Linked DNA regions of Lactuca sativa: region 1 is linked to region 2. A link is a contact called in public Hi-C data. All regions are on one chromosome and are shown on one strand. Each heading gives the region's core, a stretch centred on a gene start, on an enhancer-like site or on the middle of the called end of the contact. The rest is flanking DNA. Distances are from core to core; before and after follow the strand shown.

Evidence for each region. A called contact is a pair of places that touch in the nucleus more often than the background predicts.
Region 1: a Hi-C map of leaf shows a contact between it and region 2, with 5 times the contacts expected there. The contact joins the promoter of LOC111887338 here to the promoter of LOC111887350 in region 2. A contact is called at or near these places in 3 of 4 Hi-C or Micro-C datasets (leaf and seed).

What each region holds. Positions count from the first base shown.
Region 1 is chr1:14,078,533-14,083,894 of Lsat_Salinas_v11, reverse strand. It overlaps LOC111887338, which reads left to right and starts at 3,389. Exons shown (of 5, transcript XM_023883498.3): 1 at 3,389-3,781; 2 at 3,870-4,003. The coding sequence starts at 3,490.
Region 2 is chr1:13,837,462-13,842,344 of Lsat_Salinas_v11, reverse strand. LOC111887350 (homeobox-leucine zipper protein HAT5) reads right to left here and starts at 2,170. Exons shown (of 3, transcript XM_023883519.3): 1 at 1,530-2,170; 2 at 584-972; 3 at 1-238. The coding sequence starts at 1,680.

The DNA.
Region 1 (5,362 bases), core at 2,140-4,639, 240 kb before region 2:
GATTAATTTCCTTATAAATCTCAAACCAGTCATCACCAGAGAGTTTGACATTATTGTGGGTATGGATTGGTTATCTATAAATAATGCTCAAATGATGTGCAATAAGAAGAATGTGATTGTTGAAGTTTATGATATGTCCTTAATTATGATACGAGGTGAAAGGGGTAGCGAAGAAATTCCTATAATTTCAATGGAAAGGCATGAAATGGTGTCAATAAAGTGGTGTATTGTATGTAGCACATGTCACAAAAATTAATTCAAAAAGAATGATTGGTGATGTATAAATAGTGAAAGATTTTTCAAGACTTATTCTCGGATGAATTACCTGGATTACTGTTTGACTGTCAGATTGAATTCACTATAGACTTGGTGCCTGACTGCCTGGTGTTGAACCTATCGCTTGTACACCATATCGGTTGGCACCTTCAGTAATGAAATAACTAATGGTATAATTGCAAGAATTATTAGACCGTGTACTTATCTGAACCAGTACATCAACTTGGGGCACTCCTATTTTCTTTTTCCTAAATAAAGATGGTACGATGTGAATGAGTATAAATTATAGAGAATTGAATAAACTTACGATCAAAAACCGATACCCGTTGTTGCAAATGGATGATCTTTTTGACCAATTGCAAGGAGCTTCGTATTTTTCAAAGATAGACTTGAGATTGTAAGGTCGAACCTTATAAACATGAGGAGTTAAACCTGTGTCATGCTGATTTATACAACATCGCTATCAGTCATTGTCTAAGCTTCACTACAACATGAGATATTACTTTTGCATCAGTTTTTATCCATTATCTTAGTGATATGATCATCTTTTGTATAGTTTATATCTTTTATATATGGTAGATATCTTGGTATTTGAATCCCTGCTATGTAGGGATTTCATTCGAGAATTGTCTTCAGCCTAATATATAAGTTACACTACGTTTTGATGTAAACTTACCGCTTTGTGCATTCTCTCTTTGTGAGAGATTCTTAATCAAAATTAGTTTTTGATTATTTGTGTTCTTTATTCTTACTGATTGATATTCTTTGTTTATTACGATCATTCAAAGAATATCATAACATGAAAACATATAGAACATAACTCACTACACATTGTTGTTTGATGTTGTAAAAATGTTTCATGTTCTGCAGGTTCAGGTAACAATGGGTGTATGTGAGGAAGATAGGAGCATGAGGACTTACATTAGAAGTAATTTTATTACTTGCATAGAAGTTCTAAGGCATGTGATTTCATCACCTCCCGAAGTTTTATATTGAAGATCCAAAAGGATTAGGGGGTTTCCTTGTACATCACTGTGTTCTTACACTTACTTTTACTTATTTATCATTGTTTGATCGATTACAATATTTTCTCATATTTACATGATTGTTTATCTATTTTTAGTCAAAACTACCAAGATATTATGTGGTATCTTGGTAACTTTTTGAGTACGTTAAGATTAATCGTCTAAGTTGATTCATTTATGACTTTACCACTATTTTTGTCCCAAATACTTTAGAAACATTTATTTGCATTAAATGGTCTCAAAACCATACTAAAATCGTCAGAATGAGACATTATATTAGGCGAATTCCTACACGTTGCACAGAACAAAAAACATGTAGTTATATTTTTGAAATCAAATACATATTGAAAATAATTAAGTTAATGAAATTAATTATAAAATAATACTTTTTTACACTAAACTAATATATGAAATTCTAATATTTTGAACAATATTATACTACCTCCGTCCCAAATTAATTTTCCACATTTGACTTTTGAAGTCTTTATTCTTTAACTTTGAACTTAAATATTTTTCTTTTTGATAGATAATAGTTGATGCAAAGTATATGAATGAATTGTATTTTAAATGTATTTTCATTATTATAAGTTTCATCAAGTAATATATAACACAAATAAAAATATTTAAGGTCAAAGTTGAAGAAAAAAAATTTCAAAAGTCAAAAATGAATAATTAATTTGGGACGGAGGGAGTAAATAAACATCTATTACAATTATATTTACTTCGATAACCACTGCTCCAACCTACATGAGTAAAATATTGATATATTTTTTGATTTAATATTAGTTTTAACGTTATGATTAATTATTTTAGAAATTACTTATTTATGTTTTTCTAAATTTCAATAATGTTGACTATTTAAATATCAAGCATTGTATGTAATATAACGTAATATACTTTATAATTATATGTTGATTTAGGTTTATATTTAAAATATTGAACCTTTTTGACAAATTAAGTAATTTATATTGATAATTTAAAAAGTCAACATATGATAATATTTTATGTTTACTAGCCGTTTATCCACGCCAAGCGACGGGTATAAATAGTTTCTTTTAGAAATTAGTTTCGAAAGACAATTAGTTTTTTTGTGACAATAGTTACTACATTTAAACAATTATCATTAAGAGTCATGGTAGTAGAAAATAAATCAATAAGAATCAAAAATAAAAGATTGGAACTCTTTACATGAAATCAATATATTTTATTAATTTGTTTTATTATTTGTTTGTTTCATGAAATCAATATATTTTATTAATTGTTTCATTTTTTGTTTGCGTTTTTTCATATATAATAATATTTATAATAGATTTTATGTAATAGGTATCATTAAAAGAAGGAATTATCAACATTATAAATGACATTATTGATAAATCATTTTTAAGTTGTAAAAACTCACATTGTATTAATTTTGCTTTTTTCCAATTGTTGTCTACTATAATTAAGTGTCCATAGTGATGCACCATATTTTCCGAATCATTAATCATATTCATAAAGTTAAACTCATGACATAATTTTAATCATAATTTAGAAATTACTTATTTATGTTTTTCTAAATTTCATGATGTTGACTATGTAAATATCAAGCATTATTTGTAATATAACCTAATATACTTTAAAATTATATGTCGATTTAGGTTTATATTTAAAATATTGAATCTTTTTGACAAATTAAGTAATTTATATTGATAATTTAAAAAGTCAACCTATGATAATATTTTATGTTTATTAATATATTTAAGTTAATACATTTATAAAATTAGAAGTTGAAAATTTAAGGGTTTTAAATCAATATGATAAAAATAAAAATGTTTCCTAAGGAAAATGTTTTTTTTTTAATACTATATTTTATATAGTATTCTATAATATAGTATTCTTCAAAATTACAATTTATGGAGTACTACTATAGAAAGGATGGAGGAGATCAGTGGCAAATGAGGAGATGATAAAGACACAAAGGGATACGGAGGAACCTAAAAGAGAAAAAAGACAACCTAAAATATTTTAGAGAGATAGCAAGTTGACTATGGGAACAAACTGGCCTCATGTTGCCCCTTCATCAAATAATTGCCTCTTCCAACCCTTCAACGGCCAACACACACATACACTTGTCCTCTCAACTTGTCAGGCCTATTTGTTTCCGTAAATTTTCGCCTACATACCCACCGTTTCCTTCACTCCATCTCCAATGTCTGCAGTTTCTTCTTCATACATCTCCAATATTGTAAGGATCCGCCAAGATACCCATCATGCATTTCCGTTCCGATTGCGTCTGCCGCCGAGTCTCGTCGGAGCCTCCGGCATCAGAAGAAGAAGAAGAAGAGCAACTTCGGAGTCCCAATCAAAAACCAGATTAGGCGTTGGGGTTAGAGTTAGAGCAACGGGGAAGTTGGCTACTGGGACTTTAAACTGGGACTCTTGGAAACCTGATCAGGGTTCGAAGGCTCCTTCACTTAGTGACATCTTTTGGCCATCTGCAGGTTCGCTACCTTGGCTCGATCGATTGTGTTAATTGGTATAATCATGATCTTGATTTGGTGTACTAATGATGACGTTTTAAACCAACAGGTGCATTTGCAGCCATGGCTGTGTTGGGGAAGATGGACCAGATGCTGGCTAAAAAGGGAGTCGCAATGACAATAGCACCACTTGGAGCTGTTTGCGCTGTCCTTTTTGCCACTCCTTCAACCCCCGGTGCTCGGGTAATTAATCCCTCACTTTTCCTTGTGTTTTATTTATCAAATTTATTATATATGTTATCATATCATAAAATAATTTAAAGTTCGAGGAGAATTATATACTAGTATTTGTGTGTATTAAATTTTTAGAATTAAAGAGGAACAAAGAATTTAAAGTGGAATATATCCTTTCCATGTATGAAGAATTTCACATTTTATAATAATATTATATGCCTTTTTAAAGATTTTTGTTGATTGGATGTTTAAGATATTTACATGTTATAAATTATTGTTTTTCATAAACTTTTTAAACCCGTAATGTATTTAATACACGATTCTCAGAATATGAGTGTATTATTTGTTTATGAACAACGTACCAAGTAAAATAACAGATATAACGCTCGTTAGTCGTTGACGTGTATTTAGACTTAAATAAATAACTTCATTGTTTGAAAATATATCTTTTATACAGTTTACCCATAGTATTAATACTACTGTTCTCCAAACACATATTGAATCATTTCATATGTACAAAATACCTTTAATTAATCTACATGTCTACATACTACATGTATATACTAAATACATGTATGTTGGATACCTTATTGAAAATGTCTTTAAAGCCATTTCTAAATGGTAATTCTAGAAATAAAAAGCCCATTGGATGATTGGATTATCTCTAGACCGGTTGCGTTTATTAAAATCGTTATATTTCCCGAATTTGGTTACATTAGTATTTTACAACCAGATATGAGATAACTCAAGAAAACCGGTTGCATAACATATATGGATTCAAAAAGATTACATATCATTAATAATTTAAATTATAATTACCACAAACAAACAGAGAAACAGAAAAACACTTGAATCGGTAGACCGATTCTATCCAAAAATATAAATATTTCTATAAATACAATAACTGACCAAACACGAAAATAATTCTACCACAAACAGAAAAATGTTACTATATAAATATCATTAATTTACCCTGATATTAAAACGTTAATATTCACGTGCAAGTGGAGACCATGCGAAGAAAAGAAAATGTGCCCGTAGAATCTGTTACCTGTCGAATCCTTGGGAATCCATCTTGAAAGTTTCATATAAATAATATTAATTAGGTCAGATTAATAAAACTTTACATTAAAAGAGTCGACATAAGATTTAAAATAGATTCATGCATTTGTTAAATTTCCTTAGGCTCGACATATGTACTGTTATAAGATCTTCGATCAACATATGTACTATTATAGTAAAATTTCTAATAATTTGCACATGTGTTATTGACTTTTATGTCGATCCACTCTTGGTCACATGTTTAAAATTATGTAATTTTGATTTTAACATTATACATTAATAAAATAAAATATTTCATTAAGTTTT
Region 2 (4,883 bases), core at 921-3,420:
TATCATTTTCTTCATCCAACGACCCGTCACTTTGTTCTTGTTCAAATACATAAGATGAATCGCCTCTTTCAAACACCACGTTTAAATCTCCTTCGGGCCCGCACGTCAGGTTCAGGTTCTTCGATAAATCTTCCTCAAGTACCAGTTCACACAGTTGTGGCTCACACGGGCTTTTAGTACTCGATGCATCCGAGGTTCCTTTCTCTTGAATCATCAGCTTATCACTTAATTCACCGACCTATAAACAAAATTCGACTCGGGTTGTGAGCATTGCATTCTTTTGCCAACTATTTGTGTATCTCATTTACATCTCACATGATCATGTTTTTACGATATGACAATGTGGGTCAGCTTAGGGTTGCTAGAAAAATAATGTTTTTGCATGAACTCAGAAATCATGAAAATGATGTTTCTGAAGAAAAAAAAAGTGTTTTTCTACCGGCAACCCTGATGAATATCATGTGAGATGTAAATCTTAAACACAGCCGTGATAATCCAGGTTGAAATTGAAACTTCTGCAGAACCATTTGTACTACATACGCCTTGTGGCTAAAATTATGTAATTGATGTTTTAGTTTATTACCTTGGATTTTAGTTTTTCCTTCTCTTTAAGAAGATTCTCATAGTTGGCTTTGAGTTTATTGTAGCTTTCCTGCAAATCATCGTAGTCTTTCTCTAGTTGTTTAGTCTTCCAACGTGCACGTCGGTTTTGAAACCAGATGGCAACCTGCCTGGGCTGCAAACCGAGTTCTTTGGCTAGCTGAATCTTTCGGTCTGGCTCCAGTTTGTTATCTAATTCAAAACTTTTCTCCAAGAACCGTACTTGGTCAACCGTGAGCCGTCTTTTCTTCTCAGGCTGCTGAAAGTATTCATCGTATTCATCATCTCCATTGTCTTCATGATCAAATGACTGAAAAAATTGCCCACCGGATCCATTCCCTCTATCTTCAAAGCTAACCATTGATCGAGAACCTGAAAGGAAACATCGAAAATATGATCGATAGAAACCTTCCAAGATTTTTATATCGTCGGATACTTTCAAATCTAGAAATCCAATTTATCTAAATCATGATTTTTTTTCTATATGAAGATCAGGAAAAATCGACAAAGCTAACGGTCAAATTAAATATTCATCACAAAAGTCAACCATCAAGATTCAAGATTTTTGCTTCTTGCAAGTCAAACCACATTTAATTCATCTTGGGACACGAAAATTTTGTCGATTTTTGTCAATAGAGAGCAAACAAACATTAATCTTCTGAAAAACAGGGTACATAGAGCATCTGATCAGGTTATAGACAGATTAATTGTACGAAAAGGTCAAATAGAAATGATTAATCAACAGGGAATTCAATTGTGGCGTGGAAATATCATGAAGATAAGAACTTTGAGAAGTGGGACACAAGAAATCATTATGAAACAATCAAACACCTTTTCAATTATATTTTCCAACACACAATTGGATCTGCAAGTAGGCAACATGAATGAAGTGAATATAAAAAAAGTCAACATGGATACAATTATCTTACCCTGGAAAGGAGACGATCGGGAGGCGAAGAAGGAATCAACAGGGTTAAGAGAAGAAGAACAATGAACCCTTTTGTTTGTCAGCAGAACAGAGCCACCACTTTCAGCTTCACCACCGGAAGCACCACCGTAGAGATAGCTTCGAGCGGCCATGGCTTCAACACCAAAAGAACACCCACTAGAACTTAGGAATTACCACTCAATCAACCATAAATTTTTGTGGGATTTCAAAATCAGATAGCAGGTCCGATTTTCTTTTAATCTTGGGTTAATAAAAAACTTGATATTATCGAATTCTGTAGAAGGGTTTTGTTTAAATCTTGTGGCGGAAAAAGCTGGTGATGATGATCTCGGTGATATGGGAGGTATGGGAACACCTGGTGCTCACACCCATCACAGCCAAAACTCGCCGACGTGAAGCCAGAAACCGATTATAAAAAGATGAACAGAAAGATTATAAAAAAAAATTAGTGAGAAAGGAAGCAGATTTTGAAAGAGGATTCGTTTTCCTATGGTATAAAGATTGAGATTGTGGTAATGGAAGGAGTTGAAAATATAGAGGAAGAAGGGGAAGAACAGTTGAGCCTGAGGTGGGATTCCTTTTGGTTGGATGAGACTATGGGAGTGTGGAAGGGCAGTGAATGTCGTTTTTTATAGCATACTCCCCCACCCTGCGGATCTTATAATGTATTAAATATTATTAAATGAAAATTTTAAAGTAAACCATGTCGGTTTTATATCTCATCTATAGGATTATCAAGTTAGGAGTAAATCATCAAACATCAATGATAAGAAGGTTTACAAAATATCATGATTGATTTTCGTGGTTCAAATATATCATTGAGGATAACTATAAAATTATTGTATAGTTGTTTTTGTTGTTTTAATTTTTTATGTGGTTATTCATTCGGTGTCGAAAGCTTACTAGAAAAGAATATGAAATGGTTTGAGACGGTGGGTTTGACCGACATGGATTTGATTGAGAACCACTTGATGACGGGTTTGGCCGGAAGCCTTGCCATCTTCACCGTAACCCTTTCTGGTATCAGAAGTCGATTTTTAAAATCATGTATTTCTCGCTCAAATCAATTTAAGATTATCATATGAAGTTGATTTCAGACGATTGAAGGATTAAACATGCAAACAATCTCATAATGTTGGGGGATATATGAGTATCGTGATAGTGGATAACCGGATTTCTTATGGATCGTGTATGTTTACTTTTCGAACCGATATTATTTTCACTTATGGATCGTGTAGGTTTACAAATAGTCAAAGAATTCTGAGTTCATTTAAAAAGAAAAAAAGTTAAAGAAAAGGTTCTGTCTACGACTCAAAAGATGAGTCGTATATATACATAACAAATTATGGTTTAATCTTCTAAATTAGTTAGACAAATCTCAAAATTAATGATATAATTAATGGTTTCCAAAACTAACAAGATTTGACAATCTTACTATAATCACCCACTAGATTAGGGACCATCGTCAGGGGCTCTGCCTCTACGACCCTACAAGGGGCTGTCGTACCGGCTTATAATTCGATTTTATATATGTATGTACTTCGTATTCACCAAACATATAATATAAAATACAAACAATAAGCCCATTGGCTTACATGATAGTTTCAATCACATAAAATCAGATAACACTAAAATCATCAACACAGATTATTCATGTATTAACTACAAAGAATGAGAAAATATAATTGTATCTTTAGATTTAAATATTAACATTACATTTTCAAATAAAAAATGATAATATACTTTTCCAAAAAATAGTAACGCTAAAATTGATTAGTAGACACTAAAAAACATTAAGGAGGACATATTTTGTGAATAACTTTTAGAATGTTTTAGTTATTATTATTTCTTAAATTGAGTTAAATAACAAAATTTTGAGATACAAATTTCAAAATTTTATTTTAAAACAAAATACTTGTAATTCAAAAGTTATTTAAAACTTTTAAAAGCATTTTAAGTCTTTTTATGTTTCATTTTAAGCATTGATTTGGATATCATTTTATATAATTTTATATTTTTGAAATTTACATGATTTTATAAAAACACTTCTATATAAATAAAACTTACATGATGTGTTTTAGGTTTATTCGGTTCTTGAATAGTTCGTTTTGGGTTACCTGAATAACTGCTTAATTGGTTCTAAAGGAACTAAACCCGAATAAGCTATACATTGTTTTTTTTAATTACTTTCAGCATGTTTGCAAAATTTTATGACAACTTTGAATTGTCATGGTGTCTTCATTATATTTCTAATTTGCTTGATTTTTTTCCAATATGTAGTTCACAAATTAAAACTGTTTATATGTTATTTTTGGTTATATATATTCAATGAGATACAAACTCCTAAACACGGGATATTGAAGCTGAGTTTTTTTGTTTGAACATGTTTGCAAAATTTTAGGCCAAATTTGAATTGTCTTAACGTTTTCGTTATTTATCCGATTTGACCGACTTTTTTTCGGATTGTAGTGCACAATTTAAAATATTGTTTACATAGTTTACATGCATTGTTGATTGTATATTCAATGAGATACATGCTCCTAAAAAGAGGGTATTAAAGTTGTTTTTTAAACTAATATTTACTTTATCCGACTCTTTTCGGTTTTATTTGGTTCTTTTTTGTTTTATTTGGTCCTTAATCGAATCAAACTAATTAATATTTAGTTCTTTTTTTTTAAACTAATATTTGGTTCTTTTTTGTTTTATTCGGTTTATTCGGGTATCAATCGAATCAAACTAATTAATATCCGAAGCGAACCGGACCCGTATTGGTTTAATTGTTCCGATTTTCGGTTTCTCCGATCAGTCTTATTCCGTTTTCGGTTTATTCAGATCCGATGTGATTTTGTCTTGTTCTAAACCGAATAACATCCCTAGTCCAAACGCTCATCCTCATCGTACTTAAATATTTCAGTTTTCAACTACTAACTATAAGTATCAACCAAAACATATTCTAATATTAAAACGGGTATATACGATTCTATATAGATTCTTTTTGTAGTGGACAATTAAAGCAAGTGTTAGCCAACTCCAATATCAACTCCTGTTCTTAAAAGCAATGAAAAGAGAATTAAAGTTTGCTAGATGAAAAGTATAATATGTATAGATAAATTGTAATATCAACATGGTTTATGTTAAGAAATATGAATTTAACGGTATTTTTTAAAGTCAATATAGTATTTTTAAAATGTATATAAATTCATCCAAACTACAGGGATGATCTATTTAGGTGTCTTGGGGTAGTCTCTTGTACCCCTCAAATTTTCAAGCATAGTGGAATTCTTATGAGAATTTTTTTTGTATAGTGCAATTTTTTTAGTATGCTACCCCGAAA